Linked DNA regions of Mus musculus: all the other regions are linked to region 2. Evidence: chromatin contacts called from public promoter capture Hi-C data. All regions are on one chromosome and are shown on one strand. The core of a region is the stretch at or near the end of the contact, and the rest is flanking DNA. Distances in the headings are between cores, read along the strand shown. Region 1 holds the start of Mdm4 (transformed mouse 3T3 cell double minute 4). Region 2 holds the start of Arl8a (ADP-ribosylation factor-like 8A). Region 3 holds the start of Rbbp5 (retinoblastoma binding protein 5, histone lysine methyltransferase complex subunit).

Region 1 (2,700 bases), core at 56-2,555, 2.1 Mb after region 2:
GGTCTACAAAGTGAGTTCCAAGACAGCCAGGGCTACACCCTGTCTCAAAAAACATCTCTTTCTGGGATCCACATCTTAACACAAATTCTTGTCCAGAAAATAACGACCAGGGAGTAAGCTGGCTCATTGACATGTCAAAAAAAAGAAAAGTAGTCAAAGGATCAGGAAGGGTTAGCTTGTAGGGAAATGAGAAGACTAGAGATGGGATATGGAAGTTGTCTTTTTTTTTTTTTTTTTTTTTAATAGAACAGCAGACACCTTTATTACACTACGCATGAGGCTCATTTGCCTTTCCGGGCTTTGATCTTCCGCAGATAGAACTCCAGCTCCTTGCCTTCGAGCACATAGCCGTCTGCTCTGCCACACTGGCCTGGTCGTGAGGCAATACAGGCGAGAAGCTTGCCCTGCTGGAGCTGCTCCTCCAGGAGGCTGCTGATTTTGGCATTCTTTTTCCTTTCCTCATATTTCTTTTGAATTTTCTTTGATCGTTTTTTGTTTAAAATCTCTTCCTCCTCAGGAGTCAGCTTGGCCCCCTTCTTGCGGCCCAGGGGCAGTGCATAGTGGGACTCGTACCACTGTCGGTACAGCGTGCTGTCAATAAGCACGATGCAGTTCTTCACTAGGGTCTTGGTGCGGACAAGCTCGTTGTTGGATGCATTGTAGACAACATCAATGATCCTTGTTTTGCGAGTACAACACTCAGCGCCCCAGGAAAAGTTCCCCACATCCAATCTCAGGGCACGGTACTTCTTATTGCCTCCTCGAATTTGGACTGTGTGTATGCGGCGAGGGCCAATCTTCGTGTTGGCAGCGGGCCGTCCCAGCTCATACTTTCGCTTCTTGTGGCAGGGTTTTCGCTTAACCCCCCCCCCCCCCCCCCCCGGTCTTGCGGCGCTTTTTTTCGATCGAGACAGGGTTTCTCTGTATAGCTCTGGCTGTCCTGGAACTCACTTTGTAGACCAGGCTGGCCTCGAACTCAGAAATCCGCCTGCCTCTGCCTCCCAAGTGCTGGGATCAAAAGCGTGCGCCACCACGACCAGCCTCTATTTTCTTTCAAAACCTCTTTATGCAAGCAAGGTATGCTGTGGCAAGCCTTAAATCTCAGCACTCGGGAGGCAGTCTGGTTTACATAGTGAATTCCAGGACAGCTAGAGCTACACAGAGAATCCCTGACTCAATAGTAAAATAAAATAGAAAACTATCTCTGTCTGACCTCGGAGGTCCGGAGGCTCTCTTCCCGGACTAGTGTGTACTCAATGGTAGATTCTTCAGCCTTTCTAGCTCTCTAGTCCTCCAGGGTCCGCTCTATGGTTCCCCCGGCCTCCCCGGAAGCTCTTGCGAACGCTGGGTTTGAGAGGCCGGAAGTGGTGCTGCCGTTGCTCGCAGTTTCAAAATGCAGTGCAGGCCTTAGGGTCTCCGGCTGCCACCCCTCCCCCAGCTAGGAGGGGGAGCGACTCATGGAGCGGCCGTAAGGTGTGGTGTTGGGGTCTGGCCCGCGGGGGGCCGGGGGAGCGGACAGAAGGTCCGGAGGCTTCGGAGCTAGGAACCGGGCGGGAGGAGCCTGGGGCGCGGAGGGCGGCGTGGGCCGCGGGGCCGTGGAAGGGGCTGTGGGGGAAGGGTGGCGCTTCGACCCCGGGGTGGAGGAAAATGGAGTGTGGTGAAACGGAGTCCACAGTTAACAGACTGAAAGCGAAGTGAAGGGGTTGATCTTTTATTTGCTCTTCCACTTTGCGGGGTGGGTGAGGCACTTTGAAGGAAAGGAGTCGTAGAGAGAGACCTGGAGAGTGTCATTGGCGTGACTTAAGATTTAAATAATTTCTAGGGCTGCAAATTGTCTGCTTTAGTGTGTGAAAGATACTTGTTTGCGGTCTTCATACGGACCTGGGGCATTTAAAAAATTAAAAAAATATTCTTCACGAATATGTTGTGTTATTATTATTGAGACAGAATCTCATTATTATTATTATTATTATTATTATTATTATTATGACAGAATCTCACTGTGGCCGGCCCTGGCTAACCCGGAGCTTGCTGTATAGACTAGGCTGACCTCAAATTCACAGTCATCTGCCCCTGCCTCCAAAACAGCCTGCTCCTCTACCTCACCGGGACCACGAATATGAACTTTAATTAGCACACCACCCAACGATGCTTGTACATCCCCAGATTTTGACACCACTCTTATTATGACACATCTGGATAAAACAATGCCTGTCTTGTCCTACTCAAGAAAGGTCTTTGTGGATTAGGAACCTCTACCTAATGACAGGCACGACATGTGTCAAAGATATTTGAAACGTTTAATAATGCTGTCAGTTGCTGCATATCCAAGTTTAGTCTCCTCCTTCATACATTTCTGCTAGGAAAAAAGTTTGTTTAGGTCCAAAGTATTACTTTCAGTATTCTTTTACTGTACTGGTCAAGACCACAAACAACTCCTGTTTCGTTTTTTTTAATTAGCTATTTTCTTTATTTACCTTTCCTAGTTTCCTCTCCGAAAATCCCCTATCCTCTCTCCCTCCCTCTGCTCACTAGTCCACCCACTCCCGCTTCCTGGCCCTGGCATTCCCCTATACTGGGGCAAAGAACCTTCACAGGACCAAGGCCCTACCTCCCGTTAATGACCGACTAGGGCATTCTCTGCTACATATACAGCTAGAGACACAAGTCCCACCATGTGTTTTCTTTGATTTGTGGTTT
Region 2 (2,700 bases), core at 62-2,561:
GCTGGTGGTCTCACATCTTTGCGGACCTGCACATCAGCATCTTTAGCCTATATCTGGCGAATTCACAGTCCTTGGAAAACCCATCTTTGGGAACGGGCCTAGGTTCTGGGGGGGGGGGGGGAACTATGTCCCCGTCCCAAGCCTTACTTGGTCCCATAAGCCCAGTCTTGCCTAGCTTGGAAATACAGGCTGCAGCCATTACTGCAGCTCAGCTCACGCCCAGGGAGCTCATCTTCCTCTTTTTTAAAGAGAAAATTTAACTCCTTCTTCACCACTCCTCTGGCACAGACATACAACTGCAATCACCCCCCTCTCTCCTCCGCCTCCCCCAGTGCTGAGTCTCCAAAGCTGCTCTCTCCCCTGTCCCCAGGTGGATGGCGCCCCTCCAGCTCATCCTCTCGGGTCCTCGGTACCTACTCTTGCAACTTCTGAGCCAAGTGGAGTCTCCCAACTCCCTTTATGGTGCCATGCTTTCGGGACCCCAACGCTAAGGCAGGCCCGGGACAGGTTCCGGGGAGGAGTCTGGACTAGAGCCAGGACCTCAGCTGACTCCTCTGCCTCTAGGGATACCTTCCCCCCGCCCCAAAGGGCCGCGGCTTCCGCGTCCAGCAAGGGTAGGCAGAGCCCTCGGGGTGGGGCTGGGCTGCTAGGGCACCCTGGCAACACGCTCCGGCCGCGCGTCCCGTGACCCTCCACGCGCGGAGCGGGATTGTCCGGGCACTTTCGCCCCGTCATGCCTCTTTGCGCCCGCCTCGGGGGCCTGTCAGCCTGCGGCGGGTTCCCGGTGCGTGGAGACATCTCCGTGCCGCCAGCTCCGGAACGCAAGCTCGGTTCCCCTGGTCCTCGCTACCCCGCCCCCAGCCCTGCCATCCTAGCCCAGGCCAGAGAACGGGTGGCACGCCAGTCGGTCCCCCAAGAACCGTGCTAGGCCCTAAGTGCCCGGAGCCGGCTCCTCCCTGCCCGGAACCCGGCGGTGCCGGGCCACGCCAGGCGCCGACCCCAGCTGCCTAGGGCGCGGCGCCGGCGACACATCTGCCCGCATACCGCGATCACGTTGACGAAGGTGGTCTTGCCCGAGTACTGCAGCCCCACCAGCGTGAGCTCCATTTCCTCCTTCCAGAACAGGGCCTTGAACCAGTCCAGCAGCTTGTTGAACAAAGCGATCATGGTCGCTGCCACCGGCCGCGCCCGGTGCCGGGTCCCCGCCGCCTTCGGTGCCCTCGCGCTGCGGCCCGGAGCGGCCCCTCCCCGGTGCGGCCGGGTCCCGCGGCTCGGTGCGGGCGGAGGCTGGAGCGCGGCGGCCGACGACGCGCTGCCCGAGGATCCGCTCGCCGATGGGTGTGGCCACGGCGCCTCCACCTCCTCCTCCGCCGCCGCCGCCCTCCCGCGGGCCGGGCCGCGTCCTGCTCGCACCCGAGCGCGCTCCAGTCTCGCGCGCGGCCTAGGCCAGCGCCCGCGGGCGGGGCGGCGGGGACCCGCGGCGGCCGGGAGGAGCGTGATGGCGCGCTTGCGGAGAAAGCTGTAATTTTATTTTTTCTGCTGCCCTCGTTTGCCCCGCCCTGACTGCACCGCTTTCTGGCTTGAACGGTGGTCGGTCCTGGGCGGGTGGTGTCCCGATTAAGCTAGGGTATTTCCAGGCCGAAGAACCGTGACATGAAGATCTCCAAGAAACGGTTTTGTTCCCTGAACCTTTGCCTCTGAGCATCTCTGGGTACCGAATTCCATCCCCCGAAATGCCATAGAGAGTAACAGCCGGATTTAGAGCCCTTAATACTCCATCTTGTTTTGTTAACCACAGTTTGCCAGGCTACTTGTCTGGGAAGCCCAAAGTGAGATCGACATTTGAACTTGATGCTTGTCTTCACTATAAAGAGACGGGCAAAATCAGGGCAAGGGATTCCCTGTGAGGAACGGCGGTAGCAAAGGAAAAAATGTATGCTATTTTGATACAAAGTTTTTGATAGTGGGTGGTGGAGAGTCTGCCAAGAAGTCCCCATCCTCCCTTGCAGGAGATAACAGCTCAGTCAACCGGCTGTGCCTTCCTGGTCTCAGGATTCCTAGGCAGCTGGGCTCTCTTTGGGGGTCGGTTTTCACCTGGAGGCTGTGATGAACTGTTAACATCAACTGTATGGATTAAACCTATTAAAGAACCAGACAGCCCTCAACATCTGGATCAGCCTATTCTGATTTACTAACATCTGTCTAATAAGTTCTTCTCTTCCTCCGTAGGTACATGCTATAGTCTGACATGTTTAAATTAAAGTTTAAGTTATCATACAAAGTAATAGATTTTCATTGCTTTACATTTCTGTGTCTTTCCCCCAGATTCATATATTGAAATCCCACTCCTCAAAGTGATGACCATATAAGGCGACTAGGTTATGAGGGGGGAGGCCTCCTAGCTAAGATTAGTGCCCTTATATAAGGAGAGAACAACAGAGGTGCCCAGAGCCTATACTCCTCCCATCTTGAGGCTACAAAGAGAAGGCTGTAATCTATTAGCCAAAAAGTGACTCCTAACCAGACCCTGAATCTACCCGTACCATGACAGATCACTTTCCCATTTTTCAAGCCATGAGCAACAACTTTCTGTTGTTTATAAGTTGTGGGGTGTGGGGTGCTTTGTTACAGCACCCTGAACAAGGTAGTGCCTCTGTGTCTCCCTTCCATTGATTACAGTTTTGTTACCATGTCCTTAGA
Region 3 (2,700 bases), core at 176-2,675, 2.7 Mb after region 2:
TCTTCCTTAAAAAGTAAACTGTCCAACCTGGCATCCATGAGTCTCCACAAAATAAACATCATCAACTTAAACTCTTGGTTATCCTCTTTATTACAATATCCACATTTTGGCATAGCAGAAAAATTATCTCACTGAGGGGCAGCAGAGATGGTTCAGTGGTTAAGAGCACTGGCTGCTCTTCCAAAGGTCCCAGGTATGATTCCCAGCACCCATATTGTAGCTCAAAACCATTTGTAACTCCAGTTTCAGGGAATCTGACTCTCCTGGCTCCTGTGGGCACCAGGCACATACATCACTGGTGCACAGTCATACATACAGACAAAGCACCCACACACATAAAATAACAAATTAAAAATTTTCTCATTGGTGTCTTTTATTTTAGATACACCTTTCACATACTTTCATACTTCGTCAGTATTATATCCACAAGCATGCACCCATGCTCCAATAAAGCCGCTATAAAGACAAAGAACACTTTAAAAATTATCTTTGTAAGTGGGCTGGAGAGATGGCTCAGCGGCTAAGAGTACTGACTGGCTGGGCGGTGGTGGCGCACGCCTTTAATCCCAGCACTTGGGAGGCAGAGGCAGGTGGATTTCTGAGTTCGAGGCCAGCCTTGTCTACAAAATGAGTTCCAGGGAAGCCAGGGCTATACAGAGAAACCCTGTCTCGAGAATAAAACAACTGCTTGTGTAGTTCACATTTCCGGGGATCTACACCTCCCTACGGTTAAGGACCTTAAACGGGCAGTCAAGATGACTGGATTCCAAATGCCAACTACGCCACTTAGTGCCGAATTACAACACCCTTACCTATTCCCTTAACCTTTTTTTTATTTTTTATTTTTAAAATAAAATCTGGTTAAGTAACACCTTTCCAGCAAGAGTAATCCCATCTAGGCACCGGATCCCCTGACAGGTCTTCAAAATTGACCCACCCTAGGTCACTCTTCCTCTGACTGCATCTCCAAAACTCTGGTCCTGTCTGATTTGTTACTTCAGCACCTGCGATCTTCGAAATCACAGCTCGGACAAAAAGTGCCTCAATGACTCCACAACTGATCTGAAAGCGGTTTCAGAAAAGTAATGCATTCTCTTCGGACAGAAGCTGGTCTTACTCCTGCTGCTGCAACTCCACCTCACGAGCACTCAATGAACCATCTCCGAAGAGTGTCCCTAAGGTTGCAGCCTGCGGTCCCTCCCGCCCAGGTTCCCTCCTTCCCAATACCGAAGGGTTTGCTAAGTCGCAGGCAAGCCCTCCTCACCCAGCAACTCGAGGTTCATCCCTGCAGACGCTGGCCGCCTGGTCTCCGCACCGGCAACAGTTCCTTCTCCCCCACCCGCTCAGAAGCCCCGCGTCTAAGTGGGGGGCGCCGCGAAGAGCCTGGCGCAAGCTCCGGAGACTTTCGGACTTAGAAGGCCCCGCGGCTTCCGCTTTCCTCCCCCGCCTTCCTTGTTCGTTTTACGTAGCTGTCCACATTTCTCCCTAATTAAAAAAAATATTAAACGCTCTTGTAATCAAACAACTATAATATTATCGAGGGAGAAAAAAATGTCATAGTCAGTCGGAACTCCAAAAAGTACAAGAATGTAAAGCTTTTCTCTCCGGGACCACGTAAGTGAGCAAGAAATTTCAGGCATATCACTAACCCACTAATACTCACAATGCCGTGTGTTCCTTGGGTTGTCCCGGCGGCTGCCTGAGACTCCGCAAGAAAGGTTCCGGGCGATTCTTTCTACCGCAGGAAAGCGGGAAAGGTCGGCCCCTAGTGCAAGAGTGTTGGAGCTCTTTGGCGTGGTCAGAGCGCGTGCTGGCTTGGCTCACCTTACTATGAGTACTATAATTACTATGTGTCTGACTTAGTTTCGTGAAGATTATTTCACGTCTCTAAAACTATGCTATGCATCACATAAAACGGCACGATAGTATTTGTTAGGCCCTTTCCTGCGGTATTACTGTGTACACAACATCGATTAGGGCACAGGAACATTGTCAAGAGAGATGGACTGAGTGTCCCACAGTTCTGTCAGACTTGATGTACACAGAGCAATCAGAGAAGACCAGCTAATGGTAAATAATGGGCGTGGGGTGGGAAGTGTTTATCCAATGTGGTGGGCAAGTCACCCCTGTGTAGCTATAATGACAGTAATCTAGAGGTCCTCCTAACTGACTTCACCGTTATGGGTATTTAACCCTTTCCTTGTGCGTAAAATGACAGTGATAATAATACTACTTAGAGAATTACGAGGATTAAATGAGTTAAGCATATAAAGTGCATAAAAAAATCAGGTGACAGCAAGTATAAGCCATTATTTACCAGTTACTATCTCCTAAATATGTCTTTCATGTAGCCATTTAACCCAAAAACAGTAATTGAGGCTCAGAGATATTGGACAATTTTCACTCCCTTTCGTGTCCAATATTTCCGAAATGCTATCCAAATACTATAGAACCAGAAATAATTTGTAGAAATATTTCTGCACTTCTCACAGTGATTTATTATCAGGTCTCTTTGGCTGTACCCACTGGCTTAGTGAAACAGAAAAAAAAATACATTGTTTCACTTATGAAGTAATAATGATGAACTTTTCACGTGTATATGGGTTTATTTTCTGTAGGCAGACTGTTGGTGTCCCTGGCCATGTTTTTTTCTAATGGAACATGCATTTTGTAAAATTTTCAAGGAAGGAATAATATGAT

The links. Promoter capture Hi-C pulls out the DNA fragments that hold promoters and counts their contacts. Capture Hi-C pulls out chosen DNA fragments and counts their contacts.
Region 1: a promoter capture Hi-C map of liver shows a contact between it and region 2, with 2.7 times the contacts expected there. The contact joins the promoter of Mdm4 here to the promoter of Arl8a in region 2.
Region 3: a promoter capture Hi-C map of erythroid cells shows a contact between it and region 2, with 24 times the contacts expected there. The contact joins the promoter of Rbbp5 here to the promoter of Arl8a in region 2. A contact is called at or near these places in 2 of 39 promoter capture datasets (erythroid cells and pre-B cells).

What each region holds. Positions count from the first base shown.
Region 1 is chr1:133,024,021-133,026,720 of GRCm38.p6, reverse strand. Mdm4 (transformed mouse 3T3 cell double minute 4) reads left to right here and starts at 1,305. Exons shown (of 11, transcript NM_001302801.1): 1 at 1,305-1,473. It also overlaps the pseudogene Gm29257.
Region 2 is chr1:135,145,445-135,148,144 of GRCm38.p6, reverse strand. Arl8a (ADP-ribosylation factor-like 8A) reads right to left here and starts at 1,311. Exons shown (of 7, transcript NM_026823.2): 1 at 1,045-1,311. The coding sequence starts at 1,167.
Region 3 is chr1:132,476,092-132,478,791 of GRCm38.p6, reverse strand. It overlaps Rbbp5 (retinoblastoma binding protein 5, histone lysine methyltransferase complex subunit), which reads right to left and starts at 1,425. Exons shown (of 14, transcript NM_172517.2): 1 at 1,265-1,425. The coding sequence starts at 1,283. 6030442K20Rik (RIKEN cDNA 6030442K20 gene) reads left to right here and starts at 1,728. Exons shown (of 2, transcript NR_165177.1): 1 at 1,728-2,070.